4 separate regions of the Mus musculus genome follow, and all the other regions are linked to region 1. A link is a contact called in public ChIA-PET and promoter capture Hi-C data. All regions are on one chromosome and are shown on one strand. The core of a region is the stretch at or near the end of the contact, and the rest is flanking DNA. Distances in the headings are between cores, read along the strand shown.

The links. Promoter capture Hi-C pulls out the DNA fragments that hold promoters and counts their contacts. ChIA-PET counts read pairs in DNA pulled down with a chosen protein or histone mark.
Region 2: a contact with region 1 is called in an RNA polymerase II ChIA-PET map of memory CD8 T cells, with 6 read pairs. The contact joins the enhancer-like site here to the promoter of Rab4a in region 1. A contact is called at or near these places in 2 of 39 promoter capture datasets (cranial neural crest and second pharyngeal arch cranial neural crest), 6 of 115 datasets of contacts at active chromatin or transcription factors (embryonic forebrain, forebrain, large pre-B cells and 3 more) and 2 of 9 other capture datasets (embryonic stem cells and macrophages).
Region 3: a contact with region 1 is called in a promoter capture Hi-C map of embryonic stem cells, with 2.7 times the contacts expected there. The contact joins the promoter of Galnt2 here to the promoter of Rab4a in region 1. A contact is called at or near these places in 3 of 39 promoter capture datasets (embryonic stem cells, hippocampal neurons and stem cell-derived epiblast-like cells), 4 of 484 Hi-C or Micro-C datasets (LSK cells, embryonic stem cells and nephron progenitors), 3 of 115 datasets of contacts at active chromatin or transcription factors (embryonic stem cells and pro-B cells) and 1 of 9 other capture datasets (adipose tissue).
Region 4: a contact with region 1 is called in a promoter capture Hi-C map of liver, with 1.8 times the contacts expected there. The contact joins the enhancer-like site here to the promoter of Rab4a in region 1. A contact is called at or near these places in 1 of 39 promoter capture datasets (liver) and 3 of 115 datasets of contacts at active chromatin or transcription factors (embryonic forebrain, embryonic stem cells and stem cell-derived neural progenitor cells).

The regions. Positions count from the first base shown.
Region 1 is chr8:123,804,565-123,807,778 of GRCm38.p6, reverse strand. Rab4a (RAB4A, member RAS oncogene family) reads right to left here and starts at 1,783. Exons shown (of 8, transcript NM_009003.3): 1 at 1,613-1,783. The coding sequence starts at 1,643.
Region 2 is chr8:124,316,441-124,319,448 of GRCm38.p6, reverse strand. All of the region lies in intron 3 of Galnt2 (polypeptide N-acetylgalactosaminyltransferase 2), which reads right to left. Among named protein-coding and RNA genes, the nearest start is that of Galnt2, 87 kb to the right of the region's middle. Within about 2 kb of position 1,483, at least 129 of the 459 cell types and tissues checked have an H3K27ac peak or open chromatin away from gene starts, as enhancers often do. A contact at or near this core is called in forebrain, memory CD8 T cells and regulatory T cell precursor, where this site is marked.
Region 3 is chr8:124,229,845-124,232,828 of GRCm38.p6, reverse strand. It overlaps Galnt2 (polypeptide N-acetylgalactosaminyltransferase 2), which reads right to left and starts at 1,435. Exons shown (of 16, transcript NM_139272.2): 1 at 1,180-1,435. The coding sequence starts at 1,302.
Region 4 is chr8:124,263,631-124,266,942 of GRCm38.p6, reverse strand. The region is part of intron 1 of Galnt2 (polypeptide N-acetylgalactosaminyltransferase 2); the gene reads right to left. Among named protein-coding and RNA genes, the nearest start is that of Galnt2, 34 kb to the right of the region's middle. Within about 2 kb of position 2,007, at least 59 of the 459 cell types and tissues checked have an H3K27ac peak or open chromatin away from gene starts, as enhancers often do. A contact at or near this core is called in liver, where this site is marked.

The sequences.
Region 1 (3,214 bases), core at 534-3,033:
GCTTTCTGCAGAAGAAACACACACCACACAGAGGCATGTGTAGACCACCTGTGGCCCTGACAAAGCCAGTCACCCCCTGGAGAGTACCTTAAACTTACAGGGGCAGGCATTATGCTTCATGGCCACAGGAAGAGATGATTGCTGGTACCAGGAGAGAGTGGACCAGGCTGCTGTGTGCCTCATGACACACTTTCCAGCGTCCCACCCTCTCAAACTCCAAAGTTCTTCAACTGAGTCCTCACCCTTTGGATGCCCGGATGCCCGGATGCCCAATCCACACTCCCAGGCCTACATCCCAGGTCTGCCTGTCCACTTGCCCCTCTCTAACCCATCTAGGTCAGCTCTTTCTCACACAGCCATGCTGAATCCTTCAGAACCTGCTGCCTGGTTTTTAATTGTTTATCCATTAAGGTCACAGCTGAATTTAAAAATCCACTCCTCGTTGGACCGCAAACTCTTGGGGAAGTTTCCATGGCACTCGTACACCGAGTAGAGCCTTCCAGGCCAGACCCTGGCCCCACCCTGTGGCAGGAAGGAAGCAGGGGCACAAACTGCAGATAACCTGACAGATCGTCATGCTTTTCCGTGCGAGTCCCTCCTTCGGACGACGAGCACAGACCACGTCAAAGTTTCAAGTCTCGTGAGGGACTGGCAGGCACAGGCCAACCATACATAGTAGTGGTTGTTTATTCTTGCCTCGACTGGGGGAGGGGGAGCACCCAGCACGTGCATTGAGAATGGCTGGGTGCTGCAGGAGAAAAAAAGATGAAAAAATCATGTCTCCATATCCAAGGCCTGTGGTCATCAGAGGACCATATATTTGTATTTATAAAGGTAATATAATGCAACCATATCTGGAGGGGAGGACGGGAGGAGAGAGGGAGGGAGGGAAAATACACGAGGCCAGGGGTCTACAGAAAAGAGACAGCATTCATCCACTTAAAACTCATTATAATCTCAATGCAAAGAAAGGAATTCCAACACCCCCACCCCACCCTCCCGAGGCCCACAACCCTGCCCCTAGAGACACAAAACGCAGGCGTGGCCCTGAGCCTTCATCCCTGCGGTTGGTGCTGCAGGGAGGAGGACAAGAATCGACGACAAATTGGCTCCTGCAACCCTGAGAGATTTAAACAATCCAAGGAGGAAAATGTAGAGTGAAACCAGGGTCAAAGCGGGAGGGAACTTGGTAGAATCACAGCAGGGGGCACCTGCTGGCCAGAGAGTCCAGACCAGCGCCTGATACCCCTAGAGCCTCAAGATTCCAGCCTAGCCTGAAACACCCAGACATTCTCAAGTTCCAGCTCGACCTTGACACCCCAAGAATATCAGGATCCCTCCCAGCCGCTGACACTTTAGGATTCTCAGTGTCTCCACCTGGCTCCTAACACCCAGATTCTCAGGATCCCAGCTGCTGACATTACTAGGATCCCAAGCCAACCCTAAACCACCCAAGACTCTAAATATCTCTGCCTGGTTCCTGACACCGCGAGGTTTGCAGGATATCTCGATATTCTAGACACCGGCTCTGGAGACCCTGACCCCGGCCCCCAACATTCCGGGACCCCAAGGCCTGCCCCTCTAAACACGTACGCAAACCCGCGCGTCTTACCGTAAGTCTCGGACATGGCGGTCTGCGCCATTCTGCCGCCACAGCTCCGCGGGGTCCGTCCTCCAGTCTCCGCAGAGCGAGAGGAACCGAGCGTGGAGAGCCGGGAACGGGCCCACGGCGAGCCGGCCACCGGCTGCGGCCCAGCGGGACTCGGCTCCGCGTCTGCGCACCGCCGCCCGGCGAAGGAGCCCGGCGGAGCAGGGGGAGGGGCGGGGTCGCAGGAGGAAGGAGGAGCGGGGCTGGGGAAGGGGAGGAGGGAGGGCAAGAGAAATGGTTGGAGGCTCCTAGTTGGAGGAGGAGGTGAAGGCAAAGGAGGATGAAGGAGGGGACCAGGAAGGAGGGAGGGCGGGACTAGGGAGGGGGCGCCTGCGCCCGTAGATCCTCCCAGATGGCTTAGCAGTACAGACTCAGCCTTTCTTAAGAGTGACCTGCCAGGCTAGGGTGGACAGGAGGCCGCCCGAGGGCTTGTTTTGACAGAAAGGGGGTTCACTAGCAGAAAGCCACGCAGGTGTGTTTGGTCACCAGAACTCTCCTGCTCACCACGTTAGTGGGCAGAGCAGTGCTGCTTGGCTCTTACTGCAGGCTAATTTCGAAGGTGTGTTCGGTTAATGAAGCAATACAGGTCAGAACCTACCCCTTCCTCCGAGGAAAAGGGTTGGGACATTTATTGAAAGGCAAATTGGGGTCGGGAGTTTGACCCACCTGAGCAAACCGGGGCCTAAGTAAGATCCTGCCTTCTTCACAGCAGCAGATGCCTGGGCTGTGGGAAGCCTACCGTGTACCTTTAACCTCCGCTGTCAGGCTCTACCACGGGTCAGACATTCTCTCCTGCCTCCGTGCTGCCTGTCCTAATATTTCATTATTGTGCTTTATGACAGAAAATTAAGGAGATGTGGGAAGGGAAAGAAGCCCCCGCCCCCATCCCGTAATCTTGTTGAAGTCTCTTGCTGGCACAGCATGCAAAGTTTGCTGTTGAGATTGTCTACCATCGTGTCGCTTGCCTATAATCCCAGCATTCAGGAGGCATAGGCAGGGTTGTTTCAAGTTGAAGGCCTATCTGGGCTACACAGCAAGGAGGGAAAACAAAGATGATAGAGACACAACTCAAAAAAATATATAAGTAAATATATTTTAAAATAACAGGAGTGACTGCCTGAATAATTCATTTGATATAGAGATATTTCATATACGAATGTGAAAATAGCCCAGCAGTGGTAGTGCAAGTCTTTGATCCCAGCACTGGGGAGGCAGAGGCAGGTGGACCTCTGTGAGTTCGAGGCTAGCCTGATCTAGCCTGTCTCCAAAAAAAAAAAACAAAAGGAAAAAAAAAAAAGAAAGAATGTTAAAATAGGAAGGAACTGCGCTGAAGGCCTGAGAGTGTGCGACCTTTGAGCTCAGCTTTCTTTCCCAGATGCAAATCTGTAATGTTCTGAGTCACCCACAAACACGATTACATTCAAAGCACATGCATGGTAGCACGGGCCTTTAACTCCAGATCTCAGAAGGCAAGAGACAAGCAGAGCTGAGTTCGAGGCCAGTCTGGACTGCATTCTGAGTTCTAGGCAAGCCAAGATTGCATTGTGAGACCCTGTCTCATACACA
Region 2 (3,008 bases), core at 234-2,733, 510 kb before region 1:
GCTCACTTTGCCTCCCTCCCCCACTTCCTTCTGCTTCAGGGTTAGCCTGCGGTTCTGACACCTTGAGTTGGAATAGACCAGGCTACCCCATATAAAGAACCAAGTTGACTTGAATGAATTTAGTCCTCACCTGGAGATGTAGGGAGTTCTATATTCTGCCAAGAGGAACTGGGAACAGGGAACAGCCTCCTGGCTCTGTGAAGACAGTGAGATGTGCCCCACTCTGTCCTGAGCTGAGGTCTGTTCCTGCTGCTGAGGTGGGAAGATAACGTAGCTGGGAGCCCTGTGGCTGGTCTGATTTCTGCCTTTGCCACTCACCGGACGACGTGTGAGTCTCTACAGCATGCTAACAATCAGAAGTCTCAAAACCCTGAAGAACTTAAGGTAGATCTTTCAGCTTCCCAGCTGGGGCACGGAAGTGCAGTGAGGACTGCTTTCACAGGAACACTGGGAGGATGTAGGCCCTGAGCAGAGGCAGTGGCTCACTGGAAGCCTGAATTCGCCCCCCCCCCCCCCAGTTCCTCTCAGCTGGGGGAAGACAGATCTGTCATCTCAGTGGCTGCCTTGGCAATTGATACAATGTTTCCAAAGTGTCTGGAACAGTCATCTAGCCTGTTGTGTGGCCGGAGTGCTAGCCAAGCCAGAGCTGGAAACACGTTCCCCACTCCTGAGCTGGCATCCAGGGTGAGCAGCTGCTGGAAAGCTACAGACAGCTGACCACCATCACAAAGCCGGACCTGGCCAGGGGATAGCAGGCTCACCGGGGATACCCAGAGCTGAGTCACATGCAGGTGCCTGGCTCTGCGGAACACTGATTGTAACCTGTAACCAAGCAGGCCAGGCAAAGAGCCCCAGGCTGTGCTGAGGCAGCTACCCTTAGACTCATTTGTAAAAACTATTTTTTAAGTTTTCATATACACATGTAGTTGTGTTAAGCCTGTTTCCCATATACCTCTCCCTCCCTTCCCAAGCGCCTCCTCTGTTCCAACCTAGACGGCTTCATTTCTACCTTCCTGTCATAAATACATACATGATTTTATGTATATAAAGTCTATATAAAGTCTAGGATCTGCAAATAAGAGAAAGCGTGTGATGTCTGTCATTTTGAGATTGGCTTATTCACCTAATATGATTGCATCAATTTTCCTATAAATGGCATGACGGCTCCTTCTTTACAGCTGAAAACAACCCCAGTGTCCTTGCCTTTCCCCACGCTGATGGCACCTGGCCTGCCTCTGTAACGTGGCTGCTGTGACTACCGCTGCTGTAATTGTCAATGTGCAAGTGTCTGTCTGTGTGATCTTGACTTGAATGTCCTCTAGGTAAATCCCCAGGAGTGGTATGGCTCCGTTGTCAGAAGATATGGTTTTGTGGTTTTTTTGTTTTTTTGTTTTTGTTTTTTTGAGAGACCTCCACACTGTGTGGAGAGATGCTATTCATGGCAGCAGCATACTGCAGAAGCAGAGTTCCTGCCTCTAACCACAGCCAACGGCACATACGGCAGACCCAGCCGCAGTCAGATACACAGAATGGGCTTGCTGGAAACAGCCCCACCCCATCCTACCTGAGCTAGATACATGTCTCAAGCTCTGCCCAGCAAAATAGCACAGACAGCTCTACATTTCAAGATGGTTGCTATGGAATTTTCCAGAAGCCTAGGTGAACAATTTGATAACTTCTGAATTAAAAATTGAGGCAGATATAAAAAAAAAAAAACAGTTAAAAGAACCAAACTAGCTGTTATATAATGCTTGCTTAACCAAAATGCTTAGTGGCCCTCCCAACAGCAGGGGCAAGACGGACATCCAGGTCCCAGCTGGCTCCTAGCCAGTCCTGATATCTACCCAGAATGCCCTGGGTCTTCTAACACCAGAGAACCGAACCCTAAAATACTTAATGACCTTTGCAGACTGCTCTGAAATTAGGCTCCTTAAGGTCTGGTTGCCAGGGTCTGACAAGCCCTGTTCACCCTGGGTTTGTTTATCTCATGTCACCATTATTAACCTAAAACAGCTTTCTCACGCCCTATAGTCCTGGCACCACATACCACAAACATCAGAGGAGCCAAGTTCAAAACCACAGCACTCATCACCTCATGGCACAAGACGCTGCCTGCCTCACTGACCGCCCTGCCTCGGAAAGCTCCGTGCCCTTTGGGAGGCTGGGGGTTCAGCACAAAAGCACAGACGGGGCCAGTAGCTGGCCTGGCACACTTCAGGCTGGGCAGCCTGGGAGGTGGTGCCAGCTCACAGAGGAAATCTGAACCTGCAGAGCCTCATGGGGTGCATTCTGCAGGCTGAGCTGTCGCAGGAGGCAGTGAAACTCTTTCATCAGGACTATCACCCACTTTCCACCACCTTCCGTTTTCCAGACGTTAGCTTTTAATGGAAAACTTTGAGAAAATAACAGCCTTACACAGTGCTGTGAGCGCTCCCTTAATCTCCCTAAGAACACCTCACCAGCAGCCATTCCTGAGAGTCAAAGCAAGACCTGTCCCTTTAAACTCATTCCTCCTGATGACAGAGCTCTCCCAGGAGTTCAGCTGCAGAGCAGCCAACAGGAACCACAATGCACTCCTTCCCTTGCTTGACCAGATGCCTGTCTGGGTCCCCCAGATGCCTGCCTGGGTTCCCCAGATGCCTGCCTCAGTCCCCAGCTGCAGATATCCTCCAACTACAGCTTCCACACGTGGGATGGCCCAGTCCTGCCTCACACGGAGCCATCCATGCCTCCGTTTGCTCCGCTCCTCTGGCATCCAAGTGGCTGAGCTCCAGGGCAACCTTCCCATGAACTGCCTGGGTGAGCGGCTTACGTTCCCCCCTGTGCTTATCTCTTCCAGGCCGAATGCCAGAGCCTCGGAGCTCTGTAGGGTGGCCATTCTCCCTACATGGAGCGGATGGCCAAGATCCTGAGCTCTGCCCAGCAGGAGGTCTGGAAACTGCCTGACCACAGATGCCTTCAATGTTCTGCCCTTGTCAAACAGATCAGCTGGCAACTGCAGGCCATGC
Region 3 (2,984 bases), core at 186-2,685, 430 kb before region 1:
TTCCTTCCTCCCTCCGTACCTGCAGCTAGGAATAACTTGAAGATGCCAGAGAAAAAGGGAATCAGCCATGTGCCTTTGACATTCAGTGTCTGAGTAGGGGTAAAGTCGGCGGCTGCTCATGGGCAGTCCATCCTACTCAAGATTCTACCCCCTATCTCCCTAAGCCGCGATCTACCTCCATTCTTTTCTGGTCGTGTACTGTTACTCAAAATCAAGTAAGGAGGGCTACAAATCTTTGGAAAAGATAACTATATTTCGAAGCTCGTTAGCTAGTAAAACACCACAAACCCCTCAGGAGAGAATACAACAGCCTAGACAGCACCAACCAAGGCAAGGATCCCACGCTCGCTCGGTGTCCACTCGGTACCCAAGCCGAGATGACTGCCGAATCAGAACCTGTAAGCTCTAAGACTCCCGGCCTCACTACCGAACCCACCAGAGACACACACCGAGGAGGGACTTGGGGTTAGGAAATGCGGACTTGGGGTTAGGAAATGCAAGCGCAAAAGGCTAGGTAGTTCCCGCCGCCGTGAGCGGCCAAGGGCCGAGGTGGGCAGTGTAGCAAGTAGAACGGGAGGTCTGACAGAACCACGGTACGACCTCACTGCCGGGGTGCTGGATGGGGAGGATAGGGAGGGATCACGCCTCTGATCACTGGAGCACCAGGGTTCCAGCCCGACCAAGGTCCCCAAGATCTGGGCGCAAGACGAGAGGGTCGCGGGTTCCAGTTGGGCGGAATGTGGCTCGGGGAGCACCGGGTTTCGGGTGACAACGATCCCCAAGATCCCGGAGCAGGGAGTGGGGCTCCGGGGTGATCTGGGCGGAGTACGGAGCAGGGGGCAGGGAGTCCGGCGGAAGGGTTGTCCCTATGATCCCGGCACAGGGAGTGGAGCGCAGTGTCGCCAGCGAGATAACAGCCTCCAAGATCCTGGCGCAGGGCGGTACGTGGCTCCGGGTGCCCGCGCCCCGCATGCGGGAGGCAAGTCGCTGCACCCAGAGCCGCGGGTGAGCCGGACAGGGCCGGAGCTCGCGCCGCTGGCCTGAGGGCCCGGAGAAAACTTGAGGCGCGCGTCCCGGCCAGGGTCCCCACATCTGCTGCCCCGAGCCGGGGAGCACTCTCGGTGCACGGCGCCTCCCCGCTGCAGGCCCGGGTCGGCGCACAGGCCTCGCGGCACTCACCTTCCTGCCGGCGCCGCCCCCGCCCGCGGCCAGCGCGGAGCCGCCCCCCGAGTACATGTAGTAGGCGATGCCCAGGACCCAGAGCAGCGCGAAGCACAGCAGCATCCGCGAGCGCCGCCGCATCCTCGCTCTGGGCGGCCGCCGGGCAGCCTGGCGGCGCGGCGGGCGGAGCGCGCGGCGGGCGGAGCTCGGGGCGGCGGCGCGGGAAGACGCGGCGCTCGGCGGGCGGCGCTCGGCGCTCGGCGCTCGGCGCCCGGCAGGAAGCGGCGGCCCAGCGGCGGGGTCAGGGAGCAAAGGGCGACCAATCGACGCTGAGGGGCGGGCGCGGGGGCGGAGCCGAGTCTCCATGGCAGCGGCGCCCCGCCCACTGCGCGCCCCCGGGAGTGGCAGGTGGAGGCAGCGGGCGCGGACGCGCGGTTCCCCAAAGACTTGGAATGGGCCAGTCTGCAGAGATCGCCCCGGCCCGCCATCCGTCACATTCACTATTTGGGCAATAGTGGGTTCTTGGGTTTTTATTTTTTATTTGTGCTTTCTCTTTTTTAATATAAGGTCTCATCCTATAATCCAGACTGACCTCGAACTCACCATCCAGCCCATGCTGGCCTCAATCTCGCAGCACTCCTTTTGCATCAGACTTCTGAGTCCTGGGATAACAGGAATGCACTGCCCTGTGGTCTGAACAAGACTAAGACAGGGAAGGTAGATTTCAAGGCGCTTGCTTGTAAGGATGACCCTTCCTGCTCTTAAAAGCAAAATGGAATGGTGGTGGTTTTAAATAAACGTGAAAAAGAGGGGAGATAGATGGTAATTTATGTTTTTAAATCTTTTCGGTTTTTTATTGGTTGCTTTCTTGAAGGAATGAGGTGAGCATAGTAACCCACTTAATAGAGCAGGCAGCAGCGAGTTCCCTGACAGCAGCTCTGGTGACTGTAACCTTGTCCATGACCTTGTGACTCTAAGTCCCTGTGTCTGGAAAAGAATTTCCAGTACTTGAGAGCCTGCAAATATTTCTGAGATCTGCCCACACTGCAGGAGGAAGGAACTCCCTGGGCGGCAGTCTGCCCAATCCTGAACAAAGAGCACCGCAAGCCTTGGGCTACCAGGATTCTGAGCCTCACCTGAACTTCAGACTTCTCAGAAGTGAGAAGGGAAAGCCTCTTAGTTCCACCAGACACCCCATTCCTGAAGACACCCCATTCCTGAAGACATCCCATTCCACCAGGCACCCCATTCCACCAGGCACCCCATTCTGCAAACACCCTTCACAGAAGACAGGTTTCTCATACCCTAAGAAGTTCCGTTCCAAGTACTAGAATCCGAGCACTGTACTGACCAGGGAAGAGATTTGTAAAATACTGAAGAGATGACAGGCTTGAAAACACCCAAGAGTCTTGGGGACAGTCAGATAAGTGGGAACAACTGTTGCCCCTCAGAGGCCTGGGAGTGAAGGGAAAGAAGAGGAAGCAGGACAAACCCCAAAGAGCAGGAAAGAGACAAGCAAGTGGCCCCTCCCCCAGCATAGCATCAGCATCAGTATCTGTTGAAAACTGCAGAGGACAGAAGAGAAAGTCCCCACCCGGAGCCCTGCCTCCAAATGCTTCCTATCTGAGAAGTCAAAGGACAGCAAAACTGCTACTACAAAAGCAAAACAGAAAGTTAGTCATATTGCTGAGTGTGGAAGAGGAATCCTAACATTTCATCTGATTATGCTCCCCAACACACACATGCACACACACAGGCACGAGCACACACACACACACACACATTGACTGATGGTGGTTGTGTCACCTGTAATCTCAGCATTC
Region 4 (3,312 bases), core at 758-3,257, 460 kb before region 1:
GCAGTGTGCTACAGGTTCCATATGTGGGGTGAGGAGATGTGTTCCTGGATCTTTCCACTCTAGGAAAAGTTCTGTTATACACAGCTCTTCATTTGTAAGCCCCTCAGCCTAAATGGCTCAGCCAGTAATGGCACTTGCTGTGCAAGACTGATGGCATGTGCTCATCCCTAAAACACGTACAAAGGTAGACGGAGAGAAATGACTCCTTAACACAGCTCGCTCATACTCTCGCTCTCTCTCTCTCTCCCCCCCTTGTGTGTGTGTGTGTGCCCCCAACCATAATCTCACATATACAACAACAATAAGAAGGGGCTGAGGAGATGGCTCCTTAGGTTAAAGCATGGCTGCTCTTCCAGAGAACCCTGGTTCAGTTCCCAGAATCTACATGGCAGTTCACAACCATCTGTAACTCTAAGAGTTCCCCAACATCTTCCTCCCACCACAGGTACCAGGAACACATGTAATACAGACATACATGTAGGCAAAATACCCATACACATAAACTAAGATAAAAAGAATTTTTTTAAAGAGCTGAGGAAGCCATTGGCAATTTTACTGTAACTGAAGGGTAGAAGCCATAACAGCATCAGCTGGGTCGGTGTGGGTGATGACCAGGGCACCCTGGCCCTGGGAAGAAGTCTGGAAAAATGGCTTGTGTGGGTAGAAGAGCGAAGCAGAGACAGTCAAGGAAAGGATGCCCTGAGGAACAGGGCTCCAAGTCTCTAGGGGACCATGGAAGAACAAGGGCTACAAGCCTGTCTCATGACTGTGAGCCACAGGGTTTGGTGTTCAGTTGGCATAGAGACATAGTGACACAGAGAGGGAGGCACGTGGATCCCACTTAGAGCACAGTGTTCCGATGGGTGGAGGCACCACGTGTAACACCAAGCGGCTCAGAGGCCAGCCCATTCCAGGAAGAAGTGTGTGACAGCTAACTACCCGGGGCACCAAAACCTGACCTGCTCTGACAGACACCCATGCGTCACTGGGTGACAGGGGAGACCAGGTCACACCCCTCCTGCAGAGTCATGTGACACAGGCTGGCAGGGTGTGGACAGCTGCCTCTGCCTTCCACTCCTCACGCCTGCTTTGGTAAGGGCCATGCTGTGCAGCAGACTCACACTGAGGCCAGGAGGCCAGTCCGAGCTCCCTGGGTCTGACTCTGGATGCTGACCCTCATGTTCCCCAGCCTTCCTGACAGGGAAGGGCAAAGCAGCAGCAAATGTCAGCCACACCTGGTGGAAGCACTCAGAACGGCCTGGCTGGGCCAAGTGCACAGAAGTAGGAGGGACAGTGGGCCAGGTAGGAAGAAGCATCAGACCACCTCGAAGCTCAGCATGTTCATCATGGTACACCATGTTCCCTGACCAACAGGAGTCTCCTGAGAGGCAAGAGCAGGAAGATAAAAGCCTGGGTATGAGCCCAGGGCAGCCCTGAACCTGACTGAGAAATTTACATTTGGATAATTCCTCCACAGAGGGCAGTTCTGAAAACACAGGAGACAGGCAGGCTAAACTGCCCCAGCCAGGCATGGCAGAAAACTGATAGAAATATGATCTTGACAGAGGTCTAACAACCTGTCATGGCCTGAGAACCTGCAGGCCAGGGCTAGAGTGGAGCAGGTCAGGACCTGTATACAACTGTAGCTAAAGCTAGGCTTGCACCAAGGAAACCTGCGTGAACCCCGGTCTGTCTTAGAATGAGGCAGAGACCCAGGCTTAGTTAGCACAAGTTTAATGGCCCTCCTGTCAGACATGCAAGGGGACCCAGGCCTCTGTCCACTGCCTCTCTCTGTGAGTCAGACCTCTGGCTCGTGCTGCCATAACTCTGCCGAGAAAGGCAAAGGACAAGCTGCATCTATGCATATGCTGAGACCTGGGCACCTTCCGTTCTCTGAGCTGTACATCATATGCTAGACCTTCCCCAAGGGCCTTCGCCAGAGACAGCGACTTCTTCTATCCCACCAGGCATAACGTGCCCATGCGTTGCTCCCTGGGCAGTGAACATCTGACACGTGAAAGGCCTACAGGCATCATCAGAAGCCAGAACTTTCTGCCTCCCAGCCCTCTTGGTAAGGACTATCCCATCAATTGCTCAACACATCACGCAGCTGCCGTGCCAAACTCATGAAACAGGCTGTACCCATGCTGCTTTGCAGCTTCACGGTGGGTGCTCACATTCTGGACCCGAGGAAGGCCAGCCACAGCCTCTCCCCACACACCTAGGCATGGCAGTGGTACCTGTAGCCACAGACACAGCCTACGCGCAGTGCTGAAAGCGTGATGCAAACCAGGCTACTGAGCCGTGAAAGAGAGACATGGCAGAAGAGAGAGCAGGGCTGGAAGTACAGGGCTCATCCTGCTGCCTGTGCAGAGTGGAGTGGCTGCTCTGGGCATCACAGGAACTGAACCAACAAGTCTGTGCCATGGCTTAGGGCTCTGCTTCTCTGGCCAACCAAGTGGGGTGGACACCTCTTCATGCCAGAAGCACCTTAGAAAGTACTCTCACACGCGATCAGAAATTAAGAAGGATCTCAGACCCTGATGCCAACGCTCTGGCTTCCTGGGCGCGGTCATTACTCAATGCAAACGGGCAGCAGAATTCAGAACAGAATCCAGAATGCAGGCAAAACTTTCCTGAGCCCATGAGGACAGCTTGCTTTTTGGATGCTTGAAAAACTCAATGTGTGTGTTTCATCCTGGCACACAGCCCAAGAGCAGACCAGGGTCATCCTGGGTTTTACAAGCTTCCTGCAAGCTTTGACGGAAGCTCAACAGTACAGCCTTCCTCCACACACAGATACCTCGACCCCACAAAGAGGCTCAAAGGTCTCTGTTTAACTCGTATAAGAAAGAGCAAATCCCACCCCAGAAAGGGCCCTTCTCAGAACAGAGTTCCTGCACCTTCATACCTGTGCTGACCGTCCTTCCTTTCTCCCTCCACCATATCCTAGCAACTCAGGCTAAGGACAAACACAACGCGGAGGTACAAAATGCTTTCTGATGATCCAAGTCCTGTCCATTATCAGCTACCCTCATCTGCATGACATATACTCCCTCTGCAGATAGGTCGCAGCAGGAGCCCATATTAAATTGGGCTCGTGGGTTCCCTCAAGGAGGCTCAGCCCAGGCTGAGAAGCTGGACTAGGGACAGACAGATACAAGATCTGAGCAGAAAACACCTCCACTGAAAAAGTAGCAGAGCCACCGATCTGGGGCACAGAACCAGGCCACTAGACTGTGGTGGCCCAGGCTGACTCCAGGTCCCAGTTCCTGGCAGCCTTCCTTCCTCTTGGTGAAGTGAGATGCCCTC